Linked DNA regions of Capra hircus: region 1 is linked to region 2. Evidence: chromatin contacts called from public Hi-C data. All regions are on one chromosome and are shown on one strand. The core of a region is the stretch at or near the end of the contact, and the rest is flanking DNA. Distances in the headings are between cores, read along the strand shown. Region 1 overlaps CLINT1 (clathrin interactor 1). Region 2 has its middle 54 kb from the start of CLINT1.

Region 1 (7,361 bases), core at 1,002-3,501, 74 kb before region 2:
AGTAGTTAAGGAAACCAACATTCCAAATTTAGTTTCAAATAGCAAACTTTGTACCAGACTAGAATGTATAAATAAATTGATCACTGGAAAGACAAAAACTTAACAGAAGCAGTAACTAAAATACCTCATTTTATACGAAAGATCATTAAATATTTATAGTCCAACATAAAGTCTTTTGGGAAACACATTAGAAACCACATATAATTTTATTTCAATGCCTCAAAAAAATATAGGAATTGATCCAAAAAAAACCCAAAAACCTTAAATTGGGATGGTAGTTGGATTTCTGCCCCTCAGAGTCTGTCATTTAATTCTTTTTTCCAAAAGGTACCACCCCTTGATCACTACTAGTGTGACAAACTGGCAACTTTTCAAGGAAGTAGTTTAGTAATTTATGTAACAGATGTGCAAAGGAAAACTATATGGATCAGATAAGTCAAGAAAAACATCCTGATGTCCACAACTAAATTATGACCTGTAGGAGGAAGAAACTATAAAACTATTTCCCTTCCTGTACAACTTCAGAGGTTAGCAATACCAAATTAAATAATCCATTTGATGGCAGCCCATATTCATACATTAAAACGGGCTTGGGCTTGACTCTGACTCTAGGAACTGGTCCAAAACACAAGGCCACACTAGAGGAAAATATTGTACAACCACTAATTTTCACAATCTGCTTCATCTCTTACAGCTGTTTTGTAGAAAACATGTATAGTAACTGACCAACAATTTATTAGAAACGAATAGGGCCCATATCTTATCTCTGATCCCTGGACAAATCAACCACTTATGTGTCTCAGCTACCTAATCTGACCTTGTATTACTGAGATTAAATTGAACGGCATGTAAAGCATTTAGCACACATGGTTATTTTTCTGCCAATATTTATCATTTTTAGTTTGAAGATACTCTTTATATGGCCCCTTAGAATATACTGGCATTAATACTTATTACTTACCTATGCTATTCATTGTTGTGGAACTTTATAGTCAAGGTAACTGGCAGCCTATCTGACCCACAGTATACATGCTGAAATGAAGAGTTCAAAGATATAACTACACTTCAAGGCAGGATGACTAGTATTTAAAAATGGCCAAAGATCTGGAAATGAGTTTCTCTAAGGGACAGGACAAGTATCAATACAAGCCATTTTACAAACAGAGTTTGTATTTTGAAGTTCACTCTCTTTAATCTCAGTACCACCAACCATGTTCTAGGGTTTTATTTTACATTAAGCAGCAATTTCTCCTGTAGTGGTAATCTGTTATCATCTGATAATGTCTTTAACATTTTTTTGGATTTACTAAACTAACTCATCTGTATCAGCTACTCGAGACAGACATCCCAAAAGCAAACTATGTGAAAAACAAAACATGTTTAGGCTATTATAAAAAGAAACTTTCTCAGCATGAAGTTTACATCTACAATTTAGATACTGGAAGTTGTAGAATTTTAAGCTTTCAAAATGCCAAAAATAAGGTCCATGTAACTGATTCCATGAAGCGTCTACCTGAACAAAGGATGTTAGAAAAGCCACAACAACCAGTTTCTCCAATCGGTTTCCTGTGTGACAGCGCAAATTATTATCCTAGGAAGTGTCTGAATATTCACAGGTCTTATATGGAAGCCCTTCTCTCTAGCACAAGTGCTGCTAACATGAACTGGACAGCAGATGATAGGATCAGAGAAAAGCTTTCCCAACGTAGGCTAGTCCCATGATGCTACAAGTTATTATTTTCAGAGAGGCACTCTGGCAGCAGTAAGATTTGAGGAGGGTGGCAAAATGGAAGACTTTTATTGTGTGTGGTTCAGAAAAGCAGAATGAGAAGCTGCTCCCAAAATGTTGCAGCAGTGTGCTTGGAACAACATAGCAACAGAACAGGCAGAGGCAGCCACCAGCAGGAAATTCTTCCCTTCATAGCCATAAGAAGCTCTCACAATACAAAATTGTATGAACACTAACTACTACCAACTATATAAAAACAACTTTGTGCATGTGGACAAAGCCTAAAGTTAAAAAGCCCATAAAAAGTCTTGTGGTGGAGGCACACATTTAAAATTTCATTTATACACTGAAACAAAAACTAGTTTGGAGGGGAAGAAAAATAGTACTTCTATATACAACTTCTTTACACTTGCTAAGTGCCCGCCGGCTAGGCTGATTTAATTCTGCCTAGGATCGGCTTCCACTCCCCTGGCTCAGCAGCCTGTGTGTTGTATCAATGCCCGGTGTGCACAGATAAAAGCTTTCTGAAAAGACAGCTATGGATAGAAGGCCAGAAGATAGAAGTATCAAGTTACTCTCGGCCCCTTGGCTCCGAAGGACACTGCTGCCTCAAAAGGAGCCTGTTCCCAAGGAATGAATGCAAGCCCCAACCCAAAACAATTTTCTATTTCCAGATGACTTTTTTTTTCCTTTAACACATATCTCTGTAACTGTTAAGATTTTCAGTTTTTATTTTCTTCTGAAACAGTACTCTAGTGTTTTGTGAAAAATACTCTGGGAGACATTAATAGGTGTTATGTGAGAAACGTGTTCCATGGTCAGGTTTAGGAAATGTTACATAAAACAAAGGCAACTTTATTACTGCAACACTTCTTGGAGACTTTACTATTCTCACGTGCATTATGAGTCTCCAAGAGGGGACTATATTAAATATTTCTAAAACTTTGGGGACAACATACCTTTTCCCTGGAGCATATCGTAAGTGTCCCAAGAAACCCATTTCAATGTATTTTTAAAAAATGGCCCTTTTCCCCCAAACTTCTAAAAATATTGTCAGCTGATACCTTTTATTTTACCACTGTTTTTACTTTCTATTATTTCTTATCGTTAACCTCATGAATAGCTTTTCCTTTAACCTTTTATGTTTTTAAATTGTTGGTTGGCTTTCAGCCTTTTGTCTTGCTTCTTACCTAGTTTTATCATACTTAAAAAACAAACAAAAAACCTTGACTGATCTTTACTGTTAATGTTAGTTTTTTTTTTTTTTTTCTTTTTTTAATATGGCCACGTCACTCAGCTTGAGGGATCTTAGTTCTTCGACCAGGGATCAAACCGTGGCCCCGGCAGTGAAAACCCAAGTGCTAATCACTAGACCGCCAGGGAATTCCCTCAATACTATTTTAAGTCTCATATGTTTTACTCTTTTTGAACCCTTTCTGCATTGGGTTTTTTAAATGTTTAAAACTTTATTCCAACCTCTCCAAAGTTTTCACTTTATTTTAGCGTCAACTTTTAATTTCTTAATTTTCATTTAATAACCATGTTAAATCTTATTTAAATATCTTTATTAGTTAAATAAAGTTAAATATATTTATTTCCTGCATATTTTACTTATTTTATGATATTTTATGACACATAGCTAAACAAAGAGCAAGAACACAGAAAAACAAAGAAACACAGCAAAGAGCTCAGGAAGAGATGGATGACCTCTCCCCACAGGCCTTACTCTCACACTAGTAGCTGCTTTTCTGGGCTCCCTCATGCAGACCTAACATTTTTCACAAGGATCAATACCCATATGAGATACCCCAATAGTCCCAAAGTGGAAAAAATGACTATTCTTACAAATTAGAGCTGGTTTTTAACAAGAAAATGTCTATGTATTTTAAGAGGTAGCAACACGGAAGCAGCTTCACCATTTTTCACCCTGATACATGATCTCAGAGCACATGATAAAAGCTGGGCAGGCTGGGTGCAGTTGTTGGGATGTCTGGAGTTATCTTTGGGAGTCTCTTCCCACAGTGCCTACTTCTTAATTTCCAAAACCTGTTCATTCTGCATTTAAAATATAGGTACTCACCTCCAGCCTAGTCCTACAAAAGCACTTAACACTCTCTCCAATTCAGGTGTATTATCCTTTCATTCATCTTCCAAAGCAAAACAGATTTGTCTTCCTAGTGTTTAGAGTTGGTCATGTTAGCTTACCACAAACTCATTAAATCCATCTTCCCCTGAAACATCTTCCTCCTCCTGTGCAGTGGACAGTACCATCCAGGGTTACAGTTTGAACATCACTATTGATTACTTCTCTCCCCTCTTCTAGCCAGCATCCAATCCATTCCCAGGCCTTTTCAACTCCATTTTCGAGGTATCTCTCAAATATGTCCATCTGCTTCTCCCACATGCACCTCCACTACCTTAGTCCAGGGTGACCACCATTACTCACAGGGACTATTGCCAACAACCACGTAACTAGTCTGCTTCCCATTCATCTCCCAACAGGCTAGAGCCAACATGAACTCCTGCCGAAATAAAAATCCTATCTATTTGACCTCCCATTTTAAATCCAGCAAAGATTTCCTTATTACCTTCAAGATGAAGTCCTCAATCCTTCATATGAGATAGCAATTTAGTTTTTCAGTCCCACCACTGCCATTCTCTCCAGGTCTTTGCACATACTTTCTTCTGCCCATCCATCCCATCCCCCCACCTAATTCCCACCTTATTAGATTTTAGCTTAAATGTTACTTCTTCCAAGAAATCTTCTTTCAACTTTGGGGAACTGCCTATATGCTCTACATAGCAAAGAACAGTATATGCTTTCTATTACCTTGAACTAAAACTAAAACTGGGGCACTATATAATGGGCATGTTTGTTTCCTTGCTTGTCTCACCTTCTAGACTGAAAACATCCAGAGGACACAAATTCGTCTTTCTCAACTTAAGAACCTCAGTACCTGGAACAGGTTTAGTGACAGCAGATGTTTAGTAAATATTTATTAAGTAACTGAACAAAAGGATTATAATTCTTAAATATTTTCTTTCCTCTGACTAAAAAAGTCCTAACTGACTTTTGACAATAGTCCTCAACCAATCTCTCCAGCCTTTTCTCCCACTACTTGTTTCATTTACTTTATGAGATAATCATAGTGTATTACTAGTTGAAATTTAAGCATGCTTCCCTGGTGGCTCAATGGTAAAGAAGCCACCTGCAATGCAGGAGACACGGGTTTGATTCCTGGGTCAGGCAGATCCCATGGAGAAGGGAATGGTAACTCACTCCAGTATTCTTGCCTAGATAATTCCAGGGACAAGAGGAGTCTGTGGGCTACAGTGCATGGGGTTGCAACGAGTGAGACGCAACTAAACAACTAACACTTCACTTTACTTTCTTACCTGACTGTTTACTCCTGGAATCCCCACCTCTTCTTTCAGTTAAAATCAACCCTAATTTTAAACAAAGATGCAAAAATGAAGTCTTCCTGACTCTTTCCAACCCATAATCTTCCTTTCCTATGAAGATATAAGCATTACATTTATAACTCTTATGAATTATATTCTGCCTTGTACAATGGTTATAACTGAGTTTAATTTCCTTAATATGTTTAAAAAGCAAGTAGAGTTGACTATTTGAGGACTCTGTTAGTGTATTTCCTCACCAAAATATATTTTTAACACCAAAATCAATTATTCATTGCACTTTTATGGTCATTTGTGAACAGTGTGCAGCAAAACTCTGAGTTAACTGTCTTACAGTCCCAGAGGAGGTCAAATAGGTGAGGCTCTCATTTCAGTTCCCATACTGTAAACAAATGTCCTTTCTCTGGCTTACTCAGTGTCATATTTTTTTTACATCTTTATGATTTCTCTTGATTTTGTTGTTTAACATGGCCCCCAAACTGGGTGCTGAAGTGCTGTCTAGTGTTTCCAAGAGGTTATGATGTGTATTATAGAAAAAATATCTTCATATAAGACATGTAATATAGTTGGCCTTGGGTTCAGTGTTAATGAATCAACAATATATGTAATCAAGAAGGCATCTTTAAACAGAAATACACATAAAACAAGGTTACATACTAACTGGTTGATGAAAATGTTGTGATCAGAGGCACACAGGAACCTAATCCTGTATTTCCTCTAAGAACAAAGATTCAGTGTTTGTAGTAACTTTTAAAAACATAACTACCTCAATTAATCAGTACTGACTGTACTATGTATTATGCATTTTTGTTTCCCTCTCAGTACCTAACAATGGATGTCTCACATAAAATGGGATATTTAATAACTGACCAGTGAATATATAAATGAAATCTATGATCTCTTGGTAACAGAGAGTAACAGAGAGGGGGGATGGAAGATAAGGACTTTGAGATTAAGATAATAGAGAGGACTAAAATAAACACCCGCTGACCAACATATACACAAACAGAATGACATGATAAGTAATACCCTCACAAAATTTCTTTTTAAAGAGCTGTCACAGATGTTTCAATCCCAGGCTTTTTGGAGGCACAGTCTGAAAGATTTGTTAAATTATTATAAGCCCTAAAATTAGCTTATTGACCCCCAGTAAAGACTTTAAAAGGTAAGATACCTTGGCCTAAGACTTCTGTGTCCCATATAAATATATGAAAAGCTAAATATGAAATTTAAGGCTAAAAAATTTTGTTAAATCTCTTACTCATGCTCAGTATCAACTATGAATTTGAAAGCATCATGGATTTCACTTCTCCAGATGCTGGAATTCTAATATACAAGGCTCCTTTCACATGGCATCTTGTTAATTGAAACTCCTACATATTGGACCAGGCTCTCACTTTGCACAATCTATTACCACAGAAGAACAAAGCAAAGCAAATACTGTATAACAGTAATTCTCATGTATTCTTTCCAAAGTAACACAAATAGGAGGCAAACACACACATTTTATTGCCCACTTTACATCCTATTCCATAACCGTTATGCTATAATCATGATTTTAACCAGTGCCCCTTTCTACTCATGTCCCCACCTCAACCTCCAATCCATTATTCAACTCAGCACCAACAGTAAGGTACATATATGGGATCACTTCACTCCTTTGCTTATCAAAATTCCACTGTTTAACATACTTAAAATAAATCCAAACTCCATGCAATGACCTACAAATCCCTGAGCCTACCACTCTTCTTCCACACCCTCTTGCCATACTGTTCTCTGATATTCTCACCAGCTCCTTCCTTATTTGCTCACTCTATGAGTGAAATACTCCAAGGATAAAACATTCTTCCTTTATTCTATGTGCTATATATTCTTTACAAATACCACATCCGCAGAAAGGCCTACTGCTGCTGCTGCTAAGTCGCTTCAGTCGTGTCCAACTGTGTGTGACCCCCTGAGATGGCAGCCCACCAGGCTCCTCCGTTCCTGGGATTCTCCAGGCAAGAACACTGGAGTGGGTTGCCATTTCCTTCTGCAACGCACGCATGCATGTTAAATCGCTTCAGTTGTGTCCAACTCTATGTAACCCTATGGACAGCAGCTCACCAGGCTCCTCTGTCCACAAGATTCTCTAGGCAAGAATACTGGAGTGGGTTGCCATGTCCTTCTCCTAAAAGGCCTACTATCACCACCCTAAATGAAAGAGCCCCAT
Region 2 (7,783 bases), core at 1,583-4,082:
AAAGATCTTCATGACCCGGATAACCGCAATGGTGTGATCACTGGACTAGAGCCAGACATCCTGGAATATGAAGTGGGCCTTAGGAAGCATCACTACAAACAAAGCTAGTGGAGGTGATGGAATTCCAGTTGAGCTATTTCAAATCCTGAAAGATGATGCTGTTAAGGTGCTTCACTCAATATGCCAGCAAATTTGGAAAACTCAGCAGTGGCCACAGGACTGGAAAAGGTCAGTTTTCATTCCATTCCCAAAGAAAGGCAATGCCAAAGAATGTTCAAACTACTGCACAATTGTACTCATCTCACACGCTAGCAAAGTAATGCTCAAAATTCTCCAAGTCAGATTTCAACAGTATGTGTACTGTGAACTTCCAGATGTTCGAGGTGGATTTAGAAAAGGCAGAGGAACCAGGGATCCAATTGCCAAAATTCGTTGGATTATACAAAAAGCAAGAGAGTTCCAGACAAACATCTACTTCTGCTTTATTGACTATGCCAAAGCCTTTGACTGTGTGGATCACAACAAACTGTGGAAAATTCTTAAGGAGATGGGAATACCAGACCACCTGACCTGCCTCTTGAGAAATCTGTATGCAGTTCAAGAAGCAACAGTTACAACTGAACTGAACAATAGACTGGTTCCAAATTGGAAAAGGAGTAGGTTAGGACTGTATATTGTCACCCTGTTTATTTTACTTATATGCAAAGTACATCTTGTGAAATGCCAGGCTGCAGGAAGCACAGGCTGGAATCAAGAGTGCCCGGGAGAAATATCAATAACCTCAGATATGCAGATGACATCACCCTTATGGCAGAAAGCAAAGAAGGACTAAAGAGCCTCTTGTTGAAACGGAAAGAGGAGAGTGAAAAAGTTGGCTTAAAGCTCAACATTCAAAAAACTAAGATCATGGCATCTGGTCCCATCCCTTCATGGCAAATAGATGGGGAAACAATGGAAACAGTGACAGACTTTATATTTTGGGGGCTCCAAAATCACTGCAGATGGTGACTGCAGCCATGAAATTAAAAAGATGCTTACTTCTTGGAAGAAAAGTCATGACCAACTCAGATAACATATTAAAAAGCAGAGACATTACTTTGCCGACAAAAGTCCATGTAATCAAAGCTATGGTTTTCCCAGTAGTCATGTATGGATGTGAGAGTTGAACTATAAAGAAAGCTGAGCGCTGAAGAATTAATGTTTTTGAATTGTGGTGTTGGAGAAGACTCTTGAGAGTCCCTTGGCCTGTAAGGAGATCAAACCAGTCAATCTTAAAGGAAATCAGTTCTAAATATTCATTGGAAGGACAGATGCTGAATCTGAAACTCCAATACTTTGGCTACCTGTTACAAAGAACTGACTCATTCGAAAAAACCCTGATGCTTGGCAAGATTGAGGGCAGAAGGTGAAGGGAACGACAGAGGATAAGATGGTTGGATGGCATCACTGTGTCGATGGACATGAATTTTGCCAGGCCCTGGGAGTTGGTGATGGACAGGGAAGCATGACATACTGCAGTCCACGGGGTCGCAAAGAATCTGATGTGACTAAGCAACTGAACTGAATTGAACTAATCTGGTGATGTCTATGTGTTTAGTCATCTCTTGTGTTGTTGGAAAAGAGTGTTTGCTGTGACCAGTGACTTCTCTTGGCAAAACGTTTCATTTTTGTACTCCAAAGTACCTTGCCTTGCTTCATTTTGTACGCCAAGGCTAAACTTTCCCTTTACTCCAGGTATCTCTTCATTTCCTACTTTTGCATTCCAATCCCGTATGATGAAAAAGACATCTTTTTTTGGTGTTAGTTCTTGAAGGTCTTGTAGGTCTTCATAGAATCATTCAACTTCAGCTTCTTCAGCGTTAGTGGTTGAGTCATAGACTTGGATTACTGTGATTTTGAATGGCTTGCCTTGGAAATGAACCAGGATCATTCTGTCATTTTTGAGATTGCACCCAAATACTGCATTTCAGACTCTTTTGCTGACTATGAGGGCTACTCCATTTCTTCTAAAGGATTCTTGCCCACAGTACTAGATATAATGGTCATCAGAATTAAATTTGCCCATTTCTTTCCATTTTAGTTCACTGATTCCTAAAATGTGTATGTTCATTCTTCCCATTCCCATTTCATTCTTCCTGCTTGACTACGCCCAATTCATGGACCTAACATTCCAGGTTCCTATGCAACATTGTTCTTTATGGCACTGGAGTTTATTTTCACCACCAGACACATCCACAACTGAGCGACATTTCCACTTTGGCTCAGCCTCTTCATTCCTTCCGGAGTTATTTCTCCACTCTTCTCCAATAGTATATTGGATACCTACTGACCTGGGGGACTCCTCTTCTGGTGTCATATCTTTTTGCCTTTTCATGTTGTTCATGGGCTTATCAAGGCAAGAATACTTAAGTGGTTTGTCATTCCCTTCTCCAGTGGAACACGTTTTGCCAGAACTCTCCACCATGACCTGTCCGTCTTGGGTGGCCCTGCACGGCATGTCTCATAGCTCCCTTGAGTTTCACAAGGCTTCCCATGTGATCATTTTGGGTAGCTTTCTGTAATTGTGGGTTTTGTTCTGGAGGCTGTGGGATTATAGTTCTTGCTTCCTGATGGGAAGAACTGGCTATGGGCAAAACTCAGTCTTGCTCTGGTGGGCAGGACCATGCTCAGTAAATCTTTAACCCAGTTGTCTGGTAATGGGTGGATCTGTGCTCCCTCCCTGTTAGTTGTTTAGCCTGAGGCGACTCTGTCCTGGAGTCTACAGGATCTAAGGTGGGGCTACTGGTGACTTCCAAAAAGGACGTATGCAAATATGCAGCTCCCGGTACCGCTGCTGCCAGCGCCCGTGTCCCCATGGCAGGCCACTGCTGACCACACCTCTGCAGGAGACCCTCAAATGCTCAAAGGTAGCTTTGGCTCAGCCTCTTGTGTGGTCACTACCCGTTTCCCCTAGGTTTTGGTGCACACAAGATATTTTTGTGTGTCCTCCAAGAGTCTCTGTTTCCCTCAGTCCTGAGGAAGTTCTGTAATCAAATCCTCCTGTCCTTCAGTCCGATTTCCTGAGGCTTCCCAGTCCTTTTGCTGAATTCTCAGGTTGGGAAGTCTGATGTGGGGCATAGAACATGCGCAGTAGTGTGAGAACTTCTTTGGTATTGTTGTTCTCCAGTTTGAAACCACTGATGTGAACTTTTTCTTTAAGGAAAATTCATGGTAAGCCACTGGGGAAGTGACAATCCCTAAAGAATGAGTCTTTAAAAATGTGAAAAGCTTATATTAAAACAACTTGGTCTTTGAACCTTGAGGTCTGTTTAAAAATCTGTGAAGCTTACACACCAGTGGGGGGATATTTGAAAGGTTCTAAAGGTATTTGCCAGCTTCTCCCCACTGGTTAATGTTGCTCTTGGCCCTGACAAGCAGGGACATGCCGTTCAGCCTCTGCATGTAGCTAGACGACACATGCCTGGCGCCCTGGTCATCCCTCTGCCGGTCCTCCTTGAATGTATAAACCTTCACCTGCCGCAGGGTGTTGGTCAAAGTGCTGCCTGGGGTGGGGGGCTGGACAAATGTTCCACAGAGTCTCTGGAAAGGGGGTCCAGGGAAGGTGGGAGCTGAGGTAGGAGGATGCCCTTGCGTGGAGGGCTCCCCAGCCTCACTGTCACCTATGGCCACCCCAGGGTTATTCTTCTACCTGCGTGGCAGGCTGAGCTCTGGCCCCTGCCTTTCATAGACAAATTTATTTGTGTCATAGTTTAGATTCCACATATAAGTAATATCATATGATAGTTGTCTTTCTCCTTCTGACTTGTTTCACTTAGTATGATAATCTCTAGTTCCATCCACTTTGCTGCAGATGGCATTATTTCATTCTTTTTTTTTTTTATGACTGAGTAATAGTCTGGTGTGTATGTGTGTGTGTGTGTGTACACACATGTATACCTTTTTTAACCATTCATCTATTGATGGACAATTAGGTTGCTTCTCTATCTTGGCAATTATAAATAATGCTGCTATGAACATTGGGGGGGGGTGCTGCATGTATCTTTTTGAATTAGTGTTTTTGTTTTTAGGATATATACCCAGGAGTGGAATTGATGGGTCATATCAGCCCTGGGATTTCTTTGGAAGGAATGATGCTAAAGCTGAAACTCCAGTACTTTGGCCGCCTCATGCGAAGAGTTGACTCATTAGAAAAGTCTCTGATGCTGGGAGGGATTGGGGGCAGGAGGAGAAGGGGACAACAGAGGATGAGATGGCTGGATGGCATCACTGACTCGATGGACGTCTGAGTGAACTCCAGGAGTTGGTGATGGACAGGGAGGCCTGATGTGCTGCGATTCATGGGGTCGCAAAGAGTCAGACATGACTGAGTGACTGAACTGAACTGATGGTCGTTCTATTTCCGTTTTTTGAGAAACTTCCATTTTGTTTTCCACAGTGGTTGCATCAACTTTCCTTTTCTCTGCATCCTTGCTGATGTTTGTTATTTGTTGAAACTCCAGATTTTGCTGGACCTTTCTGGTTAGTAGCGGTGACCTTTCATATTGGAGTTTCCCTTGACTGCAGTACCTATAAGAGCCTCTCTTGAAGTGGTAGCTTTATAACAGAATGCCACTCCTCCTCACTACCTACTTTCTATCACTCTCATTGTTTATAGACTTAACCCAAACTTGGTTTTGGCAGGAGTCAGGAGGTAAGGTACAAAGTGTAACTCATGGGGAAGGATCATAAGTGCCAACAATTTTGAAAGATTTTGTATATATAGAAATCTAGGGAATTTGTTAGGGAATGAATCTGGATGGGTGAGGGTAAAAGGAATATTATACCAGATCTGATCAAATTTATAAGTTTGGATGCACAAAGCAGAAATTTTGTATTTGACATGGGGTAGAATGAGGGAACCACTGGACCCACTATGAGATGACCCTGAGTCACAAGTCTGTTTTCTAATGGGTAGAATCATGCATCATGCCTTTCCAAGAATTAGTGTAATTTCAATAATCTCTAAAACCCAACATGATCTAACGTCCTACAGAAATGGGGAAAAAAATCCATATATGTATATGTACACACACACACACACACACACACTTCATGTTAATTTATTCATTTAAAAAAGTCTGGAAAGCCTTATCAGTTCAGTTCAGTTGCTCAGTTGTGTCTGACTCTTTGCGACCCCATGGACTGCAGTATGCCATGCTTCCTTGTCCATCACCATCTGTTGGAGTCTGCTCAAACTCATGTACATCGAGTCAGTGATGCTATCCAACCATCTTATCCTCTGTTGTCCTCTTCTCCTCCTGTCCTCAATCTTGCCCAGCATCAGGGTCTTTTCCAATGAGTCAGCTCTTGGCATCAGGCAGCCAAAGTATTGGAGTTTTAGCTTCAACATAGTCCTTCCAATAAATATTTAGGACTGATTTCCTTTAGGATTGACTGGTTTGATTTCCTTGCAGTCAAAGGGACTCTCAAGAGTCTTCTCCAACACCACAGTTCAAAAGCATTAATTCTTCAGCTCTTAGCTTTCTTTATAGTCCAACTCTCACATCCATACATGACTACTGGAAAAACCATAGCTTTGACTACATGGACCTTTGTTGGCAAAGTAATGTCTCTGCTTTTTAATATGCTAAGTTGGTCATAACTTTTCTCCCAAGGAGTAAGCTTCTTTTAATTTCATGGCTGCAGTCACCATCTGCAGTGATTTTGGAGCCCCCAAAATATAAAGTCTGTCACTGTTTCCATTGTTTCCCCATCTATTTGCCATGAAGGGATGGGACCAGATGCCATGATCTTAGTTTTTTGAATGCTGACTTTTAAGCCAACTTTTTCACTCTCCTCTTTCCGTTTCAACAAGAGGCTCTTTAGTCCTTCTTTGCTTTCTGCCATAAGGGTGATGTCATCTGCATATCTGAGGTTATTGATATTTCTCCTGGGCACTCTTGATTCCGGCTTGTGCTTCATGCAGCCTGGCATTTCACATGATGTACTCTGCATATAAGTGTGGAAAGTCTCATACCAAGTTATTAGCAGTGGTTAATTTGGGATTGGGATTTGATAGTGGTAGTAAGGATGATGAGTAGATTTTACCTTTTAAACTCCTTTATTGTCTAACTTTGTTATCATGAGCAAATATAAAGGTATATTTGAGGGGAAAAAACCCTTCAAAAATAATAGTATCAGAATTTTAGAAAATATAAATAAGGCAAAGGAAAATGTATAGTATCTGTAATTCTATAATCAAGTATAATTTCTTTAACATTTTATTTAAATTTTTAGTCTTTTCTCATGTTTTAAAAAGCAGCTTGTTTAGTATAATTGCCATAAAATAAATTGCACTTATGTGACATGTTCAATTAGATTAACATATGTCTACACCTGCGAAACCATCACAGGCATCAGTGTAATGAACATATTCACACTTCTCAAGAGTTTCGTGTCTCCTACTATTGGTATATTCCCCAGCAGCCACTGATCTGCTTTGTTTTACTATAGATTATTTTACATTTTCTAGAATTTTATGTAAGTGGGATCATACAGTATTAGTCTTTTTTGTCTGACTTCTTTCAGTTCAGTTCAGTTCAGTTCAGTCGCTCAGTCGTGTCCAACTCTTTGCGACCCCATGGATCGCAGCACGCCAGGCCTCCCTGTCCATCACCATCCATGTTGTTGTGTGTATCTACAGTTTGTTCGTTTCTGTTGTTGAGTAGTATTCCACTGTATGAATTTTTAGTTTGTTTATCCACTCACCTATCGGTAGGCATTTGAGTTGTTTCCAATTGCCTATTATGAATAAAGCTATGAATATTTACATATGTCTTTCTATGGACATATACTTTGCTTTCTCTTGGTTATATCCCTAGGAGAGAGAGATGTCTGAAGTTTATAGTAGGTATATATTTGACTTTTTAAGAAACTATCAAGTTGTTTTCAAAGTTGTCCTATCATTATGCATTTCTACCAACAATGTGTGCAAGTTTGAGTTATATCTTCATCAACTTAGTCTGGTCAGTCTTTTTAATTTTAACCATTTTAGGAATTGTGTAATGATATCCCATTGTGGTTTAAATTGTATTTTCCTAATTGCTAATAATGATGAGCACCTTTTGATGTGCTTATTTGCTAGCTGTATATCTTCTTTTTGTGTGTGAAATGACTGTTCAAATATTTGCATATGTTATTTTAAAGCCATTATTATTCAGTTTTAAGTGTTTTTTATGTTTTTGGTTGGGCTTCCCATGTGGCTCAGTGATAAAGATCCCATGCTTCCCTGGTAGCTCAGTGGTAAGGACTCTGCCTGCCAATGCAGGCAGTGCGAGTTCTATCCTTGGGTCAGGAAGACCCTTGGGAGAAGGAAATGGCAACCCACTCCAGTATTCTTGCCTGGGAAATCCCATGGACATAGAGACCTGGCGGGCTACAATCCATGGGGTTTCAAAAGAGTAGGACACATTTAGTGACTAAACACCAACAAACAAATATTTTTTAGTTATAGTATGATGATACTTTCTCCCAGTTGGGGACTTTTCATTTTCTTCATAATGTTTTTTATAGAGCAAAATTTTTAATTTTGATTAAGTTCAATCTATTGTATTCATGGGTTTGAATTAAGAAATGTTTATCTACTCCAGAGTCTCCTATGTTTTCTTATGGAAGTTTTATAGTTTTGATTCTTACATTTAGCTCTGATTTCTTTTGAGCTATTATTTGTTTATTGTTTAAAGGAAAGATGAAATTTATTTTGTTGTATCATTTGTTGAAAAGATTATCCTTTTCCATTTGAATT

What was found. A called contact is a pair of places that touch in the nucleus more often than the background predicts.
Region 1: a Hi-C map of blood shows a contact between it and region 2, with 2.8 times the contacts expected there. The contact joins two enhancer-like sites. A contact is called at or near these places in 4 of 5 Hi-C or Micro-C datasets (blood and liver).

The regions. Positions count from the first base shown.
Region 1 is chr7:41,138,926-41,146,286 of ARS1.2, reverse strand. The region is part of intron 1 of CLINT1 (clathrin interactor 1); the gene reads right to left. Among named protein-coding and RNA genes, the nearest start is that of CLINT1, 20 kb to the right of the region's middle. Within about 2 kb of position 2,251, at least 2 of the 5 cell types and tissues checked have an H3K27ac peak or open chromatin away from gene starts, as enhancers often do.
Region 2 is chr7:41,064,755-41,072,537 of ARS1.2, reverse strand. No RefSeq gene overlaps it. Among named protein-coding and RNA genes, the nearest start is that of CLINT1, 54 kb to the left of the region's middle. Within about 2 kb of position 2,832, at least 1 of the 5 cell types and tissues checked has an H3K27ac peak or open chromatin away from gene starts, as enhancers often do.